Linked DNA regions of Mus musculus: region 2 is linked to region 1. The links are chromatin contacts, called in public Hi-C maps. All regions are on one chromosome and are shown on one strand. The core of a region is the stretch at or near the end of the contact, and the rest is flanking DNA. Distances in the headings are between cores, read along the strand shown. Region 1 has its middle 6.2 kb from the start of Gm9886. Region 2 has its middle 25 kb from the start of Gm46666.

Region 1 (5,043 bases), core at 208-2,707:
GCATTCTTTATCTATCAAGACTTTTAGAGGCACTTCTATGGGACACAGCTAACTACATCTGACATCTATTTAAACTTTGTATATCTTGCTACCAACTAGGTTCTCCTATTCTGTCACACTTATCCAGGATTCAAAGCCTTGTTCTCTTCCTCCTGAGTCCCAAGATTATAGGTGTGAGCTGCCATACTCAGCTGCAACCCCTTGAAACTTTATTGCCAAAAAAAAAAAAAAAAAAGTCTGTATGAGAAGGGCTGTCTCTCCTCTAACTCTGCATCATGCAGTATATTGTTGGGTCCACAACTTTCAATGGATTCTCTCCCTCTTTCTGCACTGTAATAAGGCACCAGCATTCAGGAAGCCCAACAGTGGGCCAGCAAAGGTGTCCATGTGTGCACTTGTTTATTCCCTCACTGTGTTTTGCTCTTAAATGTTTTAAACAGATTCCCCTCACCCCTCTTAGAAACCCCGGAGATGCTATGATAAACGGTTTCTGAAAATCTTGCTGGCCTAGCTGGGGCTGTTAACCTTTGAAGTTGCTATGGGAACCAGTCCTTTTTTTTTTTTTTTTTTAATAAATTATTGACGTAGAGGAGAGAGAAACTGGAATGCCTATCTCAAAGAAAAGCATGGATTGAAAAGTTTAAGAGAATATGAACAGCTTCTTCTTCTTCACTCAAATTATACAACAGGTTTCTTAGAAATCCTCTCCTGCGGGAAGTAAGAGTACTTATGATCATCAATTAGCATTTGTGAATGAATAAATAAATGAATGAATGAATGAATGAGTGAATGAATAGGAAATAGGAGGCAAGGTAATCCTGAGACAGTTATAGGCAAACTGTCCTGCACATCTTAGGTATAATTGAATCTGGCACCCCCATGATTAGCTAGAAATTTTTGCTTCTCTTCTACCTTATTTATTTATTTATTTATTTATTCCGCTCTGGAGGCTTCCCTGTGAGTCACTCATTCACTCTCAGAATTCTTCTTTTCCGGGCTGTGCTGTGGGGGGGTGACAATGTCGGTATCTACAAAAAAATACCCATTGTGAACCAGCTCAGGAAAGCCCTGTGGCGGTACATCATTGTAGGCCAGAGGCTTCCTGCCAAATCAGTGTAGCCACCATATCCAGGTATTTACCGTTCCCTCTCAAGCAGAAAATACAATTGCATGCATTTTTAATGTCTAGAACCCACACTGTCTCCATTTCTAGATCTCAGAGTTAGAGTACACACCGAGATCCACTGCCTTCAAGGAAAATGGATCCCCTTCCAGGAAGGACTTATCTGGCTGCTGGGAATCTCATCAGCAGAGTCCCTTCAGCTGGTGCCACAGTGGCCCTCAGCCACAGAGGACTGCATCCCAAGTGGCAGTTTATACACAGTGCTAGATTGGAGCTGAATACAGAGTCTGGGTTACATCAGCCCCACTGTTAGAGCAGCTTTGAGTTTTTTCTGGCAGGCACCTATGATTGGCTGGGGCTCCTGGGACCAGAAATAAATTTCTTTCTCCAGCGTTTGACATGTGTACATCTCAAGAGTACCTCCCACGCAACCTTCAGCTCCATCTCAAGCTTGGCTTGCCTCACATACAATGTCTCCTGTCTTGTGCCAGAAAAGATAGAGAAAGCCCAGCTAAATGTGAATTTCAGATAACACATAATTTTGGTGTAATCATGGCTAGTACTTCTTATGACTCTAAGGTGTTTGGCTTAAGCAAATGTTTGATTCGATGAATGAAGTTTTTAGGGTCTCAAAATAGAGCTTGTTATAAGAAGGGAGAGGTGTTCCTCCCTCCCCAATAATAAGCATCTTTCAAAATGTCCACCGATCAGTAGCACACCAGTACCCCAATTTAACTAAGGATGCTTGTTAGAGATGTAGATTTCTGACAGTTGTTAGATTCACTGAACAAGAGTCTCTAGGGATCCTCCCAGAGATCTGTATTGTATTAGGACCCCTAGGTAGATCTGCCCTGTGGAGTCAGAGAACCTTTTACACAAAACTGTAGTTTGCACTAAAGGCCAGTTTGCTCTGCAGGGGCAGTGAGGAGCCTCTGGAGGAACTGGGTCTGAATCAACTGCAGTCCTGCAGCGTGGCTCTGGGGGGTGACCATTCTATAACAATAGAGTCTACAGCGCATACAAGCATGAATCCTCTGAGAAAAAGCTCCTCTCTCCAGAATATACACAGACCCTTGTGGATCACGAAATATGTTTGAAAAGCCCCTGATCATACAAGGTGATCTAGAGGTGGCACAGAACCTTCTGATTTGACACAGAGAGAAGAGCAAAGCAGTTTCTATCAAACATAAATCAGGTAGTAAGAAATGTTTCTAACTATTGCTTTTTTAAAAACCCTTTAACAGGCTGGAGAGATGACTCAGTGGTTAAGAGCACTGACTGCTCTTCCAGAGGTCATGAGTTCAATTCCCAGCAACCACGTGGTGGCTCACAGCCATCTATAATGGGATCAGTTGCCCTCTTCTGGTGTGTCTGAAGACAGTTATAGTGTACTCATATACATAAAATAAATAAATCCTTTAAAAACAAAACAGAACAAAGCATGTAATTCCAGTACTGGAAGACAGAGGCAAGTGGATCCTGTGAGTCTGAGCCTTGTTTACACTGGGCGTTTGAAAACCAGCCAGAGCTACACAATAAGACAAAGCTAGAACAAAAGTGTAAGTAAAGCATCCCATAATATTTGGTTGATGGAGAATTTTAAGTGGGAAGAAACTAAATTGTATTAACAGTAGTTAAATTGTTGCAATTGTATAAACAGTAGAAACTCAGGTTCAATTAAATGTAAAGAGAATAAAAAAAAAAGAATTTAAAAATTTAAATAGTTTCCACACATCAAAAAATGGAGCCTGCCCTCCAGTTTCCAATATGAAGTCAGTTCGAAATGTTACTTATCTGCTGCAAAGGGTCTTCTCTACATATCAACACATTAGAGTTTTTCAAGAACAAGAAATATCTTTTGAATTCGTTATTCTTCTTGAAGTCTTTGTGTATATGGTTATGACCTGGTGTGAAAAAGGAGGTAGCTGAGTTATCTATGTCATGTAAAGAAATGTCCAGAGTATGCTAGAGGGGCCTGGAAGACAGCTCAGTGACTAGGACTGCTGCTCTTCCAGAGGACCCAAGTATGAGGCCCAGCCCCGGGTCAGGCCAATCATGGTTATTTGTAACTCTAGCTCAAGGGGATCTGACTCCCTCTTCTGGCTTCCACAGGTACCTGCACACATGTGGAACACACACACATACACACACACACACACACACACACACACACACACACACACACACACACTCACACGTAAGAATAAAGTTAAGTGTTTTTTAAAATTAATTAATTTATTATATGTAAGTACATCGTAGCTGTCTTCAGACATTCCAGGTGTTTGTGAGCCACCATGTGGTTGCTGGTATTTGAACTCAGGACCTTCGGAAGAGCAGTCGGTACTCTTAACTGCTGAGCCATCTCTCCAGACCCAAGTTAAGCGTTTTTAAAAATAAGAGTATGATTAAGAGCCGGGTGTGGTGGTGCACGCCTTTAATCCCAGCACTCGGGAGGCAGAGGCAGGCGGATTTCTGAGTTCGAGGCCAGCCTGGTCTACAAAGTGAGCTCCAGGACAGCCAGGGTTATACAGAGAAACCCTGTCTCGAAAAACCAAAAAAAAAAAAAAAAAAAAAAAAAAAAGAGTATGATTAAGACTACTGAATTTGTAAGGTGGCTAATTAGGTTGACACAGGTTATTGGGCTCCTGTTTTTTTCATTTATTTAGTCTTTCATTCATCTCCCTTTTGTTATTTGAGTTGTGGGTGTTTTGCTCATAACAGGATAATCTTATATCTAGTTAAAGATAAATTTCAGAGCTTCTGAACCCCTAGCAAAATGTATACAATTAATAAAGATAAATTTTCAAGAATATTTTGTTACTCTAACCTACATGTTCCAGTAGACATAAGAACTTCAAGGAACTTGTATGTTGGGGAATAAGCAGACAATAAATTATATAAATTAGTAAAATATATGTTCTGTGTTTTGGTCAGTTTTCTGTTATTATTAGAAACAAATATCTAAGGCTGGTAATTTCTAAGAAAAGAAGTGCTGGGCATGGTGGCACACATCTTTAGACCCAGCACTCAGAAGTCAGAGGTAAGCAGATCTCTGTGACTTAGAGACCAGCCTGGTCTACATAGTAAGTTCTAGGACAGCCAGTGCAGTCCACAATAAAACCCTATCTCAAAACAAACAAAGAAAACAAAACAAAACCACACAGGCGGTTACTTATCTCATAGTTCTGAAGGCTGGGCCATACAAGAGCTTGGTACAGGCTTCTCTACCTGATTAGGACAGTCTTGCCTCACAACTTGGTGAAGGATATCACTTGGGAAGCCAAAGCAGATTTGCTAGCTCAGGTCACCCTTCCTCTTCTTATAAAGCCACTGATATCACTTTCCTGCTCCCTCCCTCCCTCCCTCCCACTGCATACTCCCACCCTCCTGACTTCTTCTAACCTTGGCTATCCCTCAAAGGCCCCACCTCTAAATACCTCTGTTTGAGGATTAGGCTTCCTACAGAGACCTCTGGACACATTCAAACAATATTACTCTGCTAGGCTGAGGCGGGCCCATAGAAAACCTTGATGTGGATAGAGGGGGCAATTTTAAGTAGTGTAGCCAAACAGGGGCTGTGGGGAGGAGATGGCATTTGAGTGAGGCTGGGAAAGTAGAAAGATATAAACACAGGTGCCATGTGTGAGAGTACCTAAAGGCCTCAATGGGCTCTTGGCTCTTCACTGTTACGCTGATGAGCTTATTTGTAGAGGTCAATTGTAAAAAGAATATCTTACGTATTGTATGGATGCATCACCTGTCAATTAAAAACCCTATGTCCTATGGCTTAGGCAAGAAATAAAAGGTGGGACATCCAGGAAAGAATTCTGAGATGGAGCCAGATGTAGAAAGATCACCCTGGAAAGATGTGAGGAGACAGAGGCAGGGTACCTGAGCACAGATAACCAGCCATGTGGCAG
Region 2 (4,980 bases), core at 2,357-4,856, 150 kb after region 1:
GAGCGCGGGCGGGCGGCGGGGGCGGCGGGCTGGAGCGGCGGACGGCGGCTGCGCGCCCCGCTGTGCTCCCGGGCACTTGCCCGGCTCCTGCTCGCTCCTGGGAATCGGCTGTGCTGCTGACACTCGGTGGCCCGGACTCTCCACGACTCTGGGGACGCACGCGAGTGGACCAGGTCCCCAGGGGCGCGGCATTCCCGCCCCGCCGCACGACTGGCTGGAGATCTAAGGTGAGCTTGCGACTCTGTCGCTTGGTCCCCGAGGACCGCAGATCCGGAGAGCTGGGCTGGGTGCTCTCCAGGCTGTAGTCGTTCCCGGGCAGCAGCCTAACTTTGCGGCGTACCTGGTGGCCCAGCCAGCGGCTCCCGCCTCCCAGGAAGACAGCCGGGGCAGCCATCCCTTGCGGAATGCGAGGCTGGAGGTCACCGGGTTACCCTGGCCTCGGCTCACCATTTCATGCTGTGTGTGAGTAGTGTGGAAGTGGCCAGCACAAAGCAAAGTAGAAGTCCCTTTCTCAGCAACACATTTCAAGGAAAGTTCTCAGACATTGTTTCCGGAGAGATTTATCTGCGGAATCCTAGGAAATACAGTACAGGACCCGTCTCGCTCTAACTGGTGACTTTGAGAATGGCTATGCTTTTTCTTTAAAGTCCTTCTAAATAACTCAGATACTCAATTCTTTGGCCACGGCCCGTGTTACGTGCTCCCCCCCCCCCATTACATTTAAGCCTTGGCACACTTGGTTCAATTGACTAAATCAATTTGTATAGGAAATATTGGTCATTGAATGATTTCAGTGCATTAAAAATAAGCTCTTTGAATAACTAGAGTCGACTTGGCTGAAAACTTTTTTGTACATAGTTCACAATTTGATCAGCGTTAGTGGGTTTTCTCAACTTCTTTTTTGTAACAAGACGCCCCCTGTAGGGGCAGGGTGATGCCAAGGTCACAGAATAGGCACAGCTAAAGCTAGGAACATTGGAACCCAGAAAGAATAGTGGAAAGCCAGTCTTGGAACGTGTTTGCAGGTGGTTCCCTCGATGCCAGTACAGTTTCCTAGTTGTCAATGGAGGGAGAGCCCGCCATCCCTCAATTACTATACACAGTTGTGGTTTTTCTGAAACATGCTTGACAGAATGCTCTGCAACAAAGGTTCTCAACCTGTGGTTCGCGACCCAACCAATCGTTTTATAGGGATGCCGAATGCCACCAGAAAACAGAGATTTACAATTCAATTCATAACAGTAGCAAAATTACAGTCATGAATAAGCAAGAAAAATGATTTTACGGTTGGGAGTCACCCCAGCATGAGGTTAAATACCGAATAAAGGGTTGCAGCATTAGGAAGGTTGAAAACCCGCTGCTGTAGAATGTTTTCTTCTTCCTCATTGTTTTTCCCCAGCCTCCCGGGTGGCGGTTCTAGATGCTAAACAGCAGCGTTCACCCTCCAGTTCGTTGGCCCAGCCTGAAACAGCCGCATCCTCCCTCTGCTTTGATAGCTGAAGCGGCTTCCTTACCTCCACGGATCTGTGTGCTTTATGCAAATAGCACGTTTTTCTCGCCCACGGTATTTGCTGAGACTTTCCTGGCCTGATCCCTACACCTTGGAGGCTCTCTAGAAATAATTGTGGGCAGGCATTAAACGTTAAGACTCTGGTTTGTACAAAGTAAAGCTTTATTTTAGAGGAATTAATGTAACCACAAGGATTTAGAGAAGCATTTACCATCCATACATCCTTCACTTACAGCCTCCAGGGGGGAAATTTACTTTCTGCTTAGGAGCGCCTCCTGGTCCTCTTTGGCTCCAGACCAGGTAAAAGGCGAGATTAAGCTGGAGGGACATTTTTATCCAGTCCTTCTAGTAAGACAAGCTCCTGGATGGGTTCCAGTTTGACCTTTGTCATAAAAATTTTATACTTTAGCAGATGGGGCGAAGCTAGCGTCCAATGAAGGTGGCTGGTTTTCTTTTCCTTTTCTCCGTCTCAAGTTTCTTTGATCTTTCATCTTATACTGGATAGCTCTTGGATGGTGTGTGCAGTTGGTTACAAACTTTGAAATGGATAAAGGAAAACTGAAAGGGATTGGGGCACATTAAAAGGTTTTCTAAGTAGAGGGGACATTTTCGTAAAGTATGGCTGTTCTCTCTCTCTCTCTCTCTCTCTCTCTCTCTCTCTCTCTCTGTGTGTGTGTGTGTGTGTGTGTGTGTGTGTGTGTGTGTGTTGGCAGTCCCTGCCTTCCACAAGCAGCCTTCACGGGACAACTGTTTCCGTCCCAGCTCTTACACTTTCCTTGGGGGCTACCTGATAAGTGATGGAAGATACTGATGGGATGTAGAGAAGTATGTAGCTTCATGAACCTTGGGTGGAGAAGATGGGAGCTACAGATTGATGAGATGGGGAATGGAAAAAGAGGAAGGATACATCCAAGTGTACCAGCTGTGGGGCCTGGCAAGGAAGTTAAGACTCTTGCTTATCCCCTTGGCTTCCTGGATGAAGAACTCGGGCTTGTTAATTCAAAGTTAATTCGGTTGAGTTACGGCTTAAGTAGGTTTTCATGGGCCAGATCAGGAGGATAGCTCTCTGTGGCTGTATTGTCAATATGGTAGCCACTAGGCACATATGGTTAAGTTTAAATGAGTTAAAATAAATGAAATTAACCACATCTAAGTGCTTGGATGCTACATGTGGCTGGTAGACAGTGCAAACACGGGGCCCTGCTATCATCTCAGAAATGCCTGCCCTAGAGAATTGTTTCCACAGAGTTAATCTCCAAATGAAATTTAACTGTAAATTTAGAGTTTCCCATTTATAATCCCCTGTCTGTGTTGATGAAACAACACTAGACAGTGTGCCAAGCACTTCATCTGTTAGCTTCTTCCATTTGTATGACATAGGGCATAAGTGCTAGCCATCATCCCTTACCTGTATCCTTCCGTGCATTTAGGTTTGGCGACAAAACTTGGTCTGGCCTCATGTGACTTTGCAATAGTCTCTCCTTTCCTTAGCTAGTAACAACTTCATACATCTTTACTTCAGAAATAGTGAACAGTGGAGCTATGTAATACTGGATTTATGCACTCCTACGTCAGTGGGTCTCAGCCTGTAGATCACGCTCCTTTGGAAAACCCCTGTCTCCAAAAATATTTACATTACTTCTTATAACAGTAGCAGAATTATAGTTATGAAGCAACAAAAATAATTTTATGGTTGAGGGGAGTCCCCACAACCAGAGTAACTGAATGAAAGAGACGCAGCATTAGGGAGGTTGAGAACCACCACCTTATGTGGACACCATCAAAATGACTTCTACATGGTGGCTAGTTTCTCAGTTTCTACTGAGGAATATAGACTTCTATTATTAAGTCCATTTTGAAGACGAGAAAATATAGGTAACAGAAGATGAATGTGTTTTGAGTCACAGCCAGACTCAATCAAATCAGGCTGTCTCCAGAATCTATTCCCTCGACTTCTGTGCCATCCTGCACCTGACTTTGAGCTCATGATCCATACATGCAACTGGGTCAAACTTAATAGCGTTCACTCAGTTCATTGGGAAGTTTCAGATAAGGCTATATCTAACTTGTTTAGTGGTTGAGGTTTCAAAGCTTTGACTACTCAAGCCACCCCATCAGGCATGCAAAACAATTGTGTGGTTTGACCCTTCTCTCTGTTTGCCAGCCATTCTTGAATTGTAGCCATTTGGCTATATGGGAACTGAAAGAAGAGAGGTCATTCATTGTGGATACCAGAGACACCACTGGACTGTGTTGAATCCTGTGGCACATGGGGACTTGCGTATCCATAACTGTTGTGGTGCAGGGGATGGCTTAGCTTTAGTGTAAAGCAAGCTTAGTGATGACAGGACCATTTTGCTGTCCCACCAGGGTCCCCAGGCTTTTCAGACCTTTTCATAGGGTCCAGATCCACCTGACTCAATAGGAAGTCTCTCCAGGAATTCACATGAATTCGTTCTATAAGGTCAGATGGAGCTGTGGGGTTATTCTAGCTAGAGATAGGAATGGACTTCTTATACCTCCTTCCCCTCTGAAATCTCAGGTTTCGGTGGTTTCTTCTTGACTTTTGGTAAGCATATCCTCTCTTTTGCACACGAGGATATGTTCTCAGTACTCTGCTCTCTGCGTGTTTCTTTTTCCCAGGACTCTGCAGGACCCTGTCTCTAGCCAGGGAACACAAGTTCCTCTTGAAGTCTCTTAACACTCTTTGTGTTTTCTCCCAACCAGTTATCATGGCTGAAAGGATATGTTCAGACACCCCTTTGATCAAAGGCAGAGACTTCAGATGAAACTTACCTGGTTAAATCTTGCCCCCAGCCAGTTCTATAACCCTGGACAAACAATTGTTTTTGTAAGGTAATAAAAATAATTTCTCAGGGTTGCACTGAGGCGTGAGTAAGAAGATTCATCTGAAGCACTTTGCAGCTTTGCAGAGGCCCTCACATGTACTAACAAGTTCGCTCCTAACATTGTGGTTTCTTGGCTGTGAAAGTCTGTAGTTTGGGAGGTGTATGTGGGAGGTCAGGGATACTCAAGAGTGAGTCTCTGGAATCTGTGGATATACCACTTTAGATGACCAAATGGACCCTGCAGATGAGTTTAAAGTAAGACATGATTCTGGATTTCTGTGTGGGTTCAGTCTAATCACACAACCCCTATAAAAGGGAGATGGAGGGCCATTATTTGTAGAGAGAGGTGATGTAAAAAGAGGTCAAGGATGCAGGCAGAGAGCTGGTGAAATATTGTCACAGCCTGTGTGGGTGTTTGAGTTTGGTTCCAGTCTGAAGGGTAGAGAAAAGGCAAGAAAATGAATTCTTCCCTAGAACCAGCCTGGAAGCCCATCAGAGACGCTAATTGGTTAGGTATCTTGCCCAGGGTCCCACGGCTATCGCAGGCACAGCTGTGTGGTGGGTCCAAGTCTCCTTGCGCTCTTCACTGGGAGCCTCAGGGTTCCCAAAGCAGGCACTTCT

The links. Hi-C and Micro-C count contacts between places; a contact is called where the count stands out from the background.
Region 2: a Hi-C map of the N1E-115 cell line shows a contact between it and region 1, with 4 times the contacts expected there. A contact is called at or near these places in 1 of 484 Hi-C or Micro-C datasets (the N1E-115 cell line) and 1 of 9 other capture datasets (liver).

The regions. Positions count from the first base shown.
Region 1 is chr19:38,330,989-38,336,031 of GRCm38.p6, forward strand. No RefSeq gene overlaps it. Among named protein-coding and RNA genes, the nearest start is that of Gm9886, 6.2 kb to the left of the region's middle.
Region 2 is chr19:38,481,130-38,486,109 of GRCm38.p6, forward strand. It overlaps a transcript of Plce1 not described here. Among named protein-coding and RNA genes, the nearest start is that of Gm46666, 25 kb to the left of the region's middle.